Linked DNA regions of Mus musculus: region 2 is linked to region 1. The links are chromatin contacts, called in public promoter capture Hi-C maps. All regions are on one chromosome and are shown on one strand. Each heading gives the region's core, a stretch centred on a gene start, on an enhancer-like site or on the middle of the called end of the contact. The rest is flanking DNA. Distances are from core to core; before and after follow the strand shown.

Region 1 (5,698 bases), core at 169-2,668:
GGGGAAGAAAGCCAGCTGGGAGGAGAGGAAGGGGGTGCAGGGGATGTGGACGGCGATGAAGAGGGTATTGAATACTATGCATACATTAAACATGTGTATGAAAACGGTATCACACCATGACTGTGTATAAGTAAGACATACCAATAAAGCATTAAACGTTTTAAAATAGAAAAAGCCAGTCTCTGGCCTGTGGTGTGTGAGCTCTGATTTGGAAAGAAAGGGAAATACCATTTGGAGTTTCTGTTTGAAACAACAAAATGCCTGGAAGGAGAGGTAAGCTCACTTTCTCCAAGGCTGTATGGTACAGGACAAGGGGCACCCTCATGCATCACCAGCTGGACTGGAAGTATTGCTCGGTAGCCTAAGACATCCAGCAAGCTTAGGTCACTCCGTCTGCCTGACTGGCCTTGGCACAAGTGGCTTCTGGGCTTGCTTGTCGTCTGTTCACTCTTCCCAGGCAGGCTCTCCTTGACTCTGTTTCCACAACTTGCTTCTTCTCTCTGTGTGCCCTTCCAGGTTGAGGTGCTCATGGTCTTGGCGCCTTCTGCCCCGTCTTTTTGCCCTAGGGCCATTCCTATATGTCTGAAAACATTCCTTGACTGGCTGACTCTAGCACCTGGCAAAGAACAACCCTGCTCTATTAAATCAGTTTCTTCCTTCTTAGGGCAGCGCAGTTAAACCTCAGGACCAGGAAATCATCCCTCTCCTCACATACCAGGGTGTTATCCACACAGTTTACTCACTGTAAATAGTTCCCTTAAGATAGTGGCAACAACTAGTTGAAGATTTACAAACTTCCCAGGGCCAATCTACTTTCTAAAAAGCCTGCTTCTGGGAGTGGGAAAGAGGTCACCGTTCCGATTCTGAAATGCAAAACTGGTGATAAACTCAAAATTTCTCTGGGTCTCAGACAGGACTGGACGGAGTCTGTGGTCCTTTTCTTGACCCAACTTTTTGCAGAGCAATGTTCCCAGAGCAAAGGTTGAGTATGTGGTTTGTCCCCCACGTGCCGCACTGCGGGAGCATCTAGACACCGCTGGAAGAGTCTCTAATACATCTCTTGACGTTTGCCAAAATGCCAAACTTTTTCCTGGAACCTGGAGTCATTCTGACTGGGGACTTTTCTTTTCCTTGAGCATCTGGGGACCTAGAGGTCCGTTCGTGGGGGACGTCCAATTCTCAGGGTTCTGGGGATCACAGCAGGGCCAGGGTTTTCCTCCTTGTGGGGGTTTCAGAGCGCCTCTCGCGACTTGCCCAGGGAGGCAAGGCGAGGCGGATGCAGGGCGGGCACGGCGCGAGGGGCGGGGCGAGTCAGCCCGAGGCCGAGGCGGGGCTACAGCGAGGCTCGATCCGGCCTAGGCCTCGCTCCGGCTCCGCCTTGCCCGGCTACGCAGGCGGTAGGGCTGGGGTAGGGGCCGGGCGGCACCATGGCGGCGGCAGCGCCTGCTGCGGCGGCTTCTCCCGAGGCGCCGGCCGTCTCGGGCAGCGCAGACCCGGAGACGGGAGACGAGGACAGTCGTGAGGTCCGAGTGCTGCAGAGCCTGCGCGGCAGGATCTGTAAGCGGGGCCGGGGCTGAGGGGACCCCCGGGGCGGCGCGGAGGGTGGGCGGCGGGCACGCGCGGGGGTGGCGGCACCGGCGGCCGCCCGGGACTGGTGAGACTGGATGGGGGTGTGTTGGGGGGAGGCGCCGCGTCGACCGACTGCCCGGCGCGGGTCGGGGCTCCCCCTCGGAGCGAGCGGGGTGAGGACCTGCACGCGCGGACCGGACCGGCGCGGCGCGAGGGGCGCTGCCTGGAGCGCGGCCTGGACGCGGGAGCCCGGGGCGCGGCCGGGGGCGCGCGGAGTTTCCGGCCTCCCTCCGACGCAGGCCTGCGGGCGGCCGCGGACGACGGGAGCGGCCCGAGGTGGGAGCCCCGTGGTAATTACAAGGGAGGCGCGGCTGGAGGAGGGAGGGAGGCCGGCTGCGGCGGGGCGGGGCCGGGCCGGGCCGGGCCGGGCGGCGGGCTGAGGAGGGGGTGTGAGCTCCCTGGGGCTCCTCTGCCAGTGCGAGGTTGAGGCGGGCGCTGGGGACTGCGGGAGCCGGTGGCGGGGGCTCCGGTGGGCGAGGCTGCGCGGGCGAGCGGGGCGCCCGGGGAGCTCGGGCGGGACACCTGTGCCCGCCCCACCTTGCCGCGGCGGGGACTTGAATCGAGAGCCGGCGTGACTGACGGTGACTTGGGGCAGGATGTAGTGGCTTCCTGTGAGCAGGTCTCAAAACTCAGTCATCCAGTCCGCGCTCAACCCACTTGATTCTCTCCCGTGCATTTGTGAGAGCCGCACCGATGAGTGTAGACTCTTACTCAGAGACGGGCCAGTTCGTTTGTCATTGCTATCCTTCCTCTTTAAAACGACCCTTTGATATTAGATCGACTTCCCCCAGCTTATTGAGATGGTCCCTTTTCACTGTATGACTGGCGAATCAGTAGAGTTTATTGTTACTTTAGTTGAAAACCTTTTTTAATTCAGATTATTTTATCCCCAGAATGAAATCGGTCTCCTAAATAATGCCTGGCTATAAGAGATATTTTATATGTTGAAAATTCAATTGTGTTAGAATGGCTGATACTGCTCTTTCTTTGGCAGAGTATAAACTTTAATTCTTAAATCTCGATGCTTCTTTTGGATTCTCCCACTTGAGTTTTTGATGTTACTCCCCTTTCAAGGATTTGGAATTTTATTAAAACCCCAGGAGCAAGCATGTTAAATGTTACTTTTCAATTCCCTGACGTCATCCTGGGACTCCCAATTCAGACACTTTTAAGTATTAAAACTTGGGAAATTACACCAGAGCAGTGGGTGTTTTGTGCGTCTTAAGTTCCCAGTATTTTAAGTTACTTTCTTAGGGTGTAAACTTTTCACAAATTAGCTTTCTTACAGTTAATATTTGCATGTATGTAATGTTTGGGAAAAGCCAAATACACTAGAATTTTCTTCCCCTACTAATTAGGTTTTTCAAATTTTTACTACTTTATATTTTTCTGTGACTTGATGCTAGACACTGTTGAAGCCTTGCGAATCTATAAAAGCAGATTGTGTTGTGGGAAGACAGTGTGCTCTGTTGGAGTTGAGATTTAGGGTTGGGCTGTTTTTAGGAGTAAGTTACCTTCTGCTTTGACCTGATGCATAGCAAAGGTTCTGTGAACAGTGTGGTAAAAATATCACTCCAAGTGAAATTCGGGTCTGCAGATTAAAACACACACACACACACACACACACAAGCACACAAAACTTGGTTTCTGTGGCTTAGGCAATCTCACTCCCAGAAATTGACCATTAATTTCCTGGGAATATTTTTATTTTAACCCTAGTTAAACTAAACCACTTGTTTCTACCCTAGACAGTTTATTTATTTTTTATTGCTCATCTTATAGCTCAGGTCATGTTGTGACTGTTTCACAAGGATACATACTGAAATCAAGAACACCCCTCCCATTTCTTGCCCTTCTTTTAGCTGGTATGATCAAGGTTGGTTGCCCTCCGGATCCTTGTAAGGAAATGCCCTTCTGTGTTTCCTGAAACTGACACGTGGGCTTTGTAAGGTGATGAGAAGTGGCGGAAACATTAGCAGGTGCTGAAGTCACAGAAATGGGATGATGGCAGTTTGACAATGAAGAATCTAAGCAGTTTGCGAGTGTTGAAGTCACCAGTCCTTTCTACCACACTGAGAAACCTTGGGGAGAACCTGGTAGCTCCCTGTTAGCCTGGAGATGAGCTGTTAAGCTCAGAACTGCTCTTTGGGAGCCTCTCATCTGATCCACCTGAGAGGAAGCACTCCTGGGTAGTGTAGTCCGAATCATCCTTAAGAAGAGCGAGGGTGGCCCGATGTTTATATTGTGGAAGTTCTAGAGGTTAGATAATGGTCCACACTTTCTTCAGTGTTTCATTTCTAACTTATTTGTGTCCCATAGATTTCACAAGGTATAAATAGTATCAAGTTGACAGATCAGAAAACCAGCGGGTGGGGAGATGGCTCAGTTGGTAAAGTGCCTGCTTAGCAAGCAGGATCACCAGAGCCCAAGTAGAAAGGCATGGGTGGGGGAGGAGGGGTCACCGCGCTTTCCTCTAACCCAGCACTAGTGGAGTGTTTGGACAGGCAGAGCCTTGAACCTCAGGGACTGGGTAGCTTGCTTGGGTAGAGCTTCTGGTTCATAGAGAAACCTTGTCTCAGATGATAAAGGTGAGAGAGAGAGAGAGAGAGATCAAAACACCAGATGTTGGTCTCAGGCACCCACACCCATGGGCATGCACATGCACACACAGCTAGTGCACACAGTCAGTACATTAACAAGTACACACACCACACAAACACACACACACACACACACACACAGAGACCATCATATAGCTGTTTTCACACAACCAGTTTAAAGAAATCTATTATCGCAGACAGTATTTTGTGTTATAGACTGATTAGTACCCAGTTTCTTAGGGCATTTTAGTGTCCTAGATATCCTGAGGGTTTTGAATGTTCAGCTTCCTTACCTGAATTCACGACACAAAGTTGTTAGATATCTTAGAATTTTCATCTGAACCTTTAGTAAACAAAATTAGGAGTATTTTTGGTCTGAACTACTTTGATATAAGTAGCATACCTAAAGGTAGTTTGTATGCACCCCCCTCCATTATACCCTATATTCAGGTGAAAAAAAAGTTTTAGATTTATATGTGTGTGTGTGTGTTTATGTCTGTCTGTCTGTCTTCAGGCTTGATATGGCCTCGTTTTTGGTTACCCCCTTTTCTAATTAAGTCAACTGTAAACATTTTGAAAGGCTCTACACTACCTTACACAGGGCTTTTCTCTCAGGGATACCAGGTTATAAAGGCACCAGCCTGCGAAGATTTGTGGGAAGTGTTTGATATATTGTTCAGTGAGATCTGTGAGACAGTGATGTGGCCCAAGAACTACTCACTTAGGATTTTGACATTTTCAGACCAAGAATGACTTCCGGCTGTTTGACAAAGGAGATAGATTAAGTACTTAAGCTTAGGAGGCCTGGTGTAGTCAGTACCTTCAGCCCCAGCCCCCTAAAAAAAAATCTGGGTCAGCCATGGGCCATCTCTTAGGAAGGAGTTAAGTAGGAGATAAGCCTTATCTGATGCTCTTGTCCAGCCTGCACTAACGTTTCCTGGTGTAGACAGCAAATTGGAAGCAGAAAGCCCGTGTTCTGCTTCATACTGTGTTAGGTAATATTCCTGTGACTTCAGGCAGCTGTTTACTCTTGAGCTTGTGGTTGTTTTTATCTTTCTCATCTTTAGAGTGGACTAGTGCTTTGTCACCAGACACTTGGCTCACGTTGTTTCCTCTGCCTGAGATTGTGTCCCCCCCTCCCCTTATTTATGTCAGAGAGCCACATATCCTTCCAATGCAATCCAAGTCTCCTCTGACCAGATTTGCCCTTGTTTCTAGCCATATGGCTTTGATGCCTAAAAAAAGAAAAACGTAATTCATGACCATTTTCTTCTTATAAAAATCATTTGTATATGTCCCCTGTTATGTTAATTTTAGAATTCATTCTTGTTTTTAATATTTGTTGCTGCTGGTGGTGTGTGTGTCTCAGTCTCACTAGATCAGGGCAGGCCTTTAGAAAATACCCTATCTCTCAGTGTTATAGATACTTTCAGAGCACTGTGTATCTGGATAAGAAAGAATTTCCATAT
Region 2 (6,252 bases), core at 1,918-4,417, 190 kb before region 1:
CCATGAATTTAGGTCTACCCACACCCATCCCCTGGGCTCAATTTGCTTGAGTCATCACAGAGCTTTAGGGAAACACTAGTTTATTACAAGGGATGCTGCAGAGGAAGAGATGTATATGGTGTGGGGGAGGGGCACAGAGCTTCCAATACTGTCTTGCTGAGCCACGGTCCATTAATTTCTTGCATCTAGCTGCCCAGCTCTCCACACTCTGTCTGTTAGGTTTTTATGAAGATTTCATTGCATAGGCATAATTGATTATGTCTTTGGCTACTGGTGATCAATATGACTACGACATCCCTCCCATCTCTGAAGGTTGAGTGATGGGGGTGAAAGTTCCACCCTCTGAGCATGCCGTGGTCTTCCCACCAAACAACCCTCAACTTGGAGCTATCTGGAGACTACCTGCATCAGGATACTTATTGTAGCATGCAAAAGAAATGATTTTAGAAAGCCTAAGGATTTTATAGGGAAATGGACCAACATCAGATATGTCTCGATATACATCTTCTGGAAGCAGTACTTTGAACTGTTGGACAAACATGGCTCTGAAATTTTCTATGGGGATGTTCAAATATTAAAAAATAGGAACAAGATCATTCTAGATCTTTTGTTCCAGGACTTGATTTTAAGGGTATATTTTTTAGGGGGCTGGCAAGATGGCTTAGTGGATATAAGCACTTGATGCTCTTCCAGAGGACCTCAGTTCAATTCCAAGCACCCACATGATCACAACTCTGGTTTGGGGGATCTGACACCCTCTGACCTCTGTGGGTACCAGGCACACAAATGGTAAACATATATTCATCCTAGGAAACACAAAAATAAAATTGATTGATAAATTTTGTTTTGTTTTTTGAAATAAGGTTTCTCTGTGTTTCTGGAACTTGATCTGTAAACCAGGCTGGCCTTAAACTCACAGAAATTCACCTGCCTTTGTCTCCTGAGTGCTAGAAAAATTTTTTAAAGAATGTATTTTTATTAAATTGCTTCCTTTAGCATCAACTTAGAAGTTTTTCTCATTAATTTCTTCAGCAGTATGTCTTGTAGATATTTCCATCTTGAGATGTGTAGATAGAGACAGACAGCTCATTTTATAAAATACAGAATAGACTAGTATATTTTATAGAAACAACAAAAATTAAATTTTATAGAACATAGATATTCTTTTTATATTCTTTTTTAAAACACATTTTATTTATCTTTTTATGTGTGACATGTTTATGTGTGTACATTTGTGTCAGTACAGGTTCAAGAGTGTCATGACAGACTTTTTTTTTAGCTTTTTTGTTTTGTTTTGTTTTTTCGAGACAGGGTTTCTCTGTATAGCCCTGCTGTCCTGGAACTCACTCTGTAGACCAGGCTGGCCTCTAACTCAGAAATCCGCCTGTCTCTGCCTCCCGAGTGCTGGGATTAAAGGTGTGCACCACCACGCCCGGCCCTTTTTAGCTGTTTTTAAAACGTTTTTAGGGCTGAAGAGACAGCTCAGCAGTTAAGAGCACTGACTGCTCTTCCAGAGGTCCTGAGTTCAATTCCCAGCAACCAACCACATGGTGGCTCACAACCATCTGTAATGGGATCACATGCCCTCTTCTGGTGTGTCTGAAGACAGCAACAGTGTACTCATATAAATAAAATAAATAATTCAAAAATAAATAAAAACATTCTTATTCTTTGAGAATTTCATATAAAACATTTTTTACCATATGCAGCCCCATCTTCCAACTTGTCCAGATTCATTTCTGCCTCCTACTCAACTTCATGTTCCACCCCCACACACACATACACAGACCCCTACCCCCTCGCCCCCCCCCCCCAGGCCCCTTTCTCGGCTCCTTGCCTCTCCTTTCTCCCTGTGCTGGAACTGCAAGTGGCCGTTACCACGCTGGGCTGAGCATTCTTTGTCAAGCTTCGCTTTGAACAGACTTAACAAACTCAACTATATGCTATTGGAATTAGAGTTTACTCGTTTTAGTGCCAGGAATCGAACCCAGGGCCTCGCACATGCTAGGTAAGCACTCTGCCACTAAGCCACATCCACAACCGTGTTCCTCTTTCAAAAGAGGAGCTCAGTGATGTGCCCAGGTGGCCTTAGCCTCCCATCAGACCGTAACCTCAAGGTCCTCCTGCCTCAGCCTCCTGAGTACAGGCCTGTGCTGCTGGCCTGGTGGTAATAATTAGCAATAATAAATGGCTTTCCAAGAAAACTACTAAACACCTGATCGAAGGTCTTTCATCATAGGCTCAGCAGAATTAGACTTGGAAGAAGTCTTCGGTAAATCCCTTTTTCAGAACCCAAGAACTAGGACAGGAAAGGTGGGGATACACGCCTCGCTGAATCTTCAGAAAGCCCCTCGAGGCGGGTTCAGCATCCCAGGCTGGGTAGGTCACCCTGATGTGTTAGATAGAATGTAGCTGCAGATACACAGGGTAAAGTAGTGGCTAGTGGGATGCCAGCCCGATCCTCATGGCTCAAGACTTGCAACTGAGTATCAGGAGTGTAGCCCTGTGTTCACACCTACCAGGAGCTAGCTCAGTCACAAATCTGTCCATGAGGAATCAGCCGAATACACAGGCATGACCAGGCCCTCCTAGCTGCTGAGGCCTGGCTAACAGCTGGGACAGATGAGCATCCGTGAGGAAAGGGTCACCAAGAGGAACAGAACTCCTCAGGGCTGCGGTACCCTCAGCAGGAGGATACCCTTGGGGCTGACTTCAGATGTGTCAGCCGAGTGAGAGTCCTGCCTCCCTACATGGGCTGCGTGAGTCTTCCAAGAGAGGAGAATGCTTTTCTAAATAGTCTGCCTTGAGTCCAGCCTAGGTAGACACAGGGGCTCTGGCCACTCTATTCCCTGGAAGAGACTGAGCGGCCTTAGTAAGGGGCGTTTCCTATGGCCTCTGCAGCAGTCCTACCAGATGTTGTGTTTGGAGAAGGATGTCAGTAAATTAAAAATGGGGGTCGCTGCAGTTACAAATTTAAGTCTAAATGGTTAGGGACTATTCCAGCCATCCTGGCTTATTTTTCTTTAAGTAAAACAATGTAGCGAGCGATAGTGTGTTCAACCACTAGAGGGCAGCATCAAATAAGCTATTGGTCTTTAGGGTTGGGTCTGCCTTATAGAAAAGTAGGTTCGCTTGTGTTTTAAGAAGTCGACAAACTGCCCTTGTTTGCCTGTCATGGAGGAGTTTCCACAGGCAAGCTTTTCCATGCTAACATCTGAGAAAGCCTAAGGCAAAGTAAAACAAGCCAGTGACTCAGGAGTTACACATGAAAACAAATGTATTATATCGTTCACATTTTATAGAAAAGTTTGACTGGGTGATTCACAGAGCTAGCTGGTGTGAAGCAGAATTGGATTAAAGGAACATGTTCTCTTTGTTTGTTTTGTTTGTTTTGTTTTGTTTTTCAAGACAAGGTTTCTCTGTATAGCCCTTGCTATCCTGCAACTCACTCTGTAGACCAAGCTGGCTTCAAACTCAGAGAGCCACCTGCCTCTGCTGGGATTAAAAGCGTGCACCACCGCCTGGCTAGGACCATGTTCTTTTTTTTTTTTTTTTTTTTTTTTTTTAAAATTTTTACTACTTTTATTTTTTTATTTTTTTTTTCCATTTTTTATTAGGTATTTAGCTCATTTACATTTCCAATGCTATACCAAAAGTCCCCCTTACCCACCCACCCCCACTCCCCTACCCACCCACTTCCCCCCTTTGGCCCTGGCGTTCCCCTGTACCGGGGCACACAAAGTCTGCGTGTCCAATGGGCCTCTCTTTCCAGTGATGGCCGACTAGGCCATCTTTTGATACATATGCAGCTAGAGTCAAGAGCTCAGGGGTACTGGTTAGTTCATAATGTTGTTCCACCTATAGGGTTGAAGATCCCTTTAGCTCCTTGGGTACTTTCTCTAGCTCCTCCATTGGGAGCCCTGTGATCCATCCATTAGCTGACTGTGAGCATCCACTTCTGTGTTTGCTAGGCCCCGGCATAGTCTCACAAGAGACAGCTACATCTGGGTCACAAGAGACAGCTACATCTGGGTCACAAGAGACAGCTACATCTGGGTCACAAGAGACAGCTACATCTGGGTCACAAGAGACAGCTAGGACCATGTTCTTAAGCAGGACACCGCATAATAGTCCCCTGAACAATCTGGGTCACTGTTAGGTTTCATGCTACCCAAACCTGATCACCATGGCTTAAGCAATAAAGTCATGTGTCAATCCTTTCAAATGGGTCCAGCATGCTCTCAGGATCTCAGATGCCTGCGGACGTCACACGGGCAGAACAGGGGCTCCTTGATTCCAAGGAAGCAGTGAGTTTATTAGGCACATTGCTGTTCCTGTCAAAGCTGCTTCAATTTAAGTGCATTAATTACTTTTCTATTGCTGAGATCAAGGTAATTTACACAAGGAAGAGTTTATTTGGGGTTTGTCTTAGTCAGGCTTTCTATTCCTGCACAAACATCATGACCAAGAAGCAAGGTGGGGAGGAAAGGGTTTATTCGGCTTACATTTTCCACATTGCTCTTCATCACCAAAGGAAGCCAGGACTGGAACTCAAGCAGGACAGAAAGCAGGAGCTGATGCAGAGGCAATGGACAGATGTTACTTACTGGCTTGCTCCCCCTGCCTTGCTCAACCTGCTCTCTTACAGGACCCAGGACAACCAGCCCAGGAATAGCACCACCCACAAGGGGACCTCCCACCCTTGATCACTAATTGAGAAAATACCTTAATTGAAAATACCTAGATCTCATGGAGGCATTTCCTCAAGGGAGGCTCCTTTCTCTGCGATAACTGCAGCTTGTGTCAAGTTGACACACAGAACCAGCCAGCACAGGTTCCAGGATGTTGGAGCAGAGGTCGCAGGCAGCAGGTGGCCATAACAACAGCCGAGGACTCATATCTTGAACTACAAACAGAAGGCAGACCGGGCAATCAGTAAGCTCACCACTGGCTTTTCAAATCTCAAAGCTTGCCCCTAGACACAACTCCTCCAACAAGACCACATCGCTTAATCCTTCCCAAACAGGTCCATCAACTGGGGACTGCATATTTAAACATACTAGCCTATGGGAGACAATCTAATTCAAGCCAGCACACTGAGGAAGAGTGGGTGCTAACAGAGCTAACAGTGAACATCCTTCCCCCAATCCCCTCCACCAGAGCTGAGGGTGTGTTGGCACTGTGCCACACAGAACCCCCACTTCAGGACTGCTTTCTATACTTGCTGGCAGCACTGGACTCTCAGCCTTTCCAGAACTTGCTCTGAAAGAGAACACCATTGGCCAAAGGACAAACCTCTTTCCCAGGACAGCCACATATACTGACTGGTCAGAACAAGAATGCAATAGCCAGGGAATAACTCAGAGATCCATGCCCAAATCAGAGTTCTTGTGGGGGCAGCAGAGGCCTTGTGACTTTCAAAGTCCAGCATCTGCTTTGTCACCTCCATTTACAGCAGTCACCCCCTGTAAACTTCCTGTGTTCCCTCCAAGGCTGCTTCCTGGGACTGCAGAGGGCGAGCACATTCTAGGTGCCAAGGCATCTACCTGGAGGGATAGGGAACTGCAGTCACTTATAGGAAAGGGAGAGTTTATTTATCACAGATTTCTCTACCATGGGGACATTTATTTACTTATTGTGGAAGCCAAACACAGCCGTACACTCAAGTTCCATCAACAGTGGAGAGAAAATATTTGGGAGTGGGGAGCACTTCTTCTGAGCATATGTAGATGTTTTTCCTTGTCATTATTCCCTAATGTAACACTGCTTATCATCCAGACTGTAGAGGAAGAGTCATCTAGAGATGTAAATATAGAGAAGGACATGTATATATTACAGACAAATGTAAAACCATCTCCTATGAGATTTGAGCGTCATCACATTGTGGCATCTGGGCTATGGAGGATCTTACAACCAATCCAATATGTATAATGATTACTTGCCTTGCAACCAATCCCCCATAGTTATTGTACAATGACTATTGATCTCGCAGCCAATATGTATAATGACTATACATACAAATTAAGCACTAGAAAATTTTAATTGTGGACAGTTCAAGGGTAATGGCAGAAAGGTTGTTATACCAAAACTTACCATTTACTGAATATCTACCATTGGCTAGAAGCCTTCCACTGCCATAGACTGTACAATCTCACAAAATAAATAACCATTAATTAGCCGAAAAAAGAGAAGGTCCAAATTAATAAAATTAAAAATGAACAGAGACACAAAATAAATCCAGAAAATTACAAA

The links. Promoter capture Hi-C pulls out the DNA fragments that hold promoters and counts their contacts.
Region 2: a promoter capture Hi-C map of the HPC-7 cell line shows a contact between it and region 1, with 6 times the contacts expected there. The contact joins the enhancer-like site here to the promoter of Rasa2 in region 1. A contact is called at or near these places in 24 of 39 promoter capture datasets (the 3T3-L1 cell line, 3T3-L1-derived adipocytes, the C10 cell line and 14 more), 1 of 15 datasets of contacts at CTCF or cohesin (large pre-B cells), 2 of 484 Hi-C or Micro-C datasets (the HPC-7 cell line and bone marrow-derived macrophages), 20 of 115 datasets of contacts at active chromatin or transcription factors (the 230-238 cell line, the SCID.adh cell line, T-cell acute lymphoblastic leukemia and 12 more) and 4 of 9 other capture datasets (adipose tissue, embryonic stem cells, liver and 1 more).

What each region holds. Positions count from the first base shown.
Region 1 is chr9:96,627,223-96,632,920 of GRCm38.p6, reverse strand. Rasa2 (RAS p21 protein activator 2) reads left to right here and starts at 1,418. Exons shown (of 24, transcript NM_053268.2): 1 at 1,418-1,557. The coding sequence starts at 1,428.
Region 2 is chr9:96,815,561-96,821,812 of GRCm38.p6, reverse strand. No RefSeq gene overlaps it. Among named protein-coding and RNA genes, the nearest start is that of C430002N11Rik, 53 kb to the right of the region's middle. Within about 2 kb of position 3,167, at least 41 of the 459 cell types and tissues checked have an H3K27ac peak or open chromatin away from gene starts, as enhancers often do. A contact at or near this core is called in the HPC-7 cell line, the SCID.adh cell line and trophoblast stem cells, where this site is marked.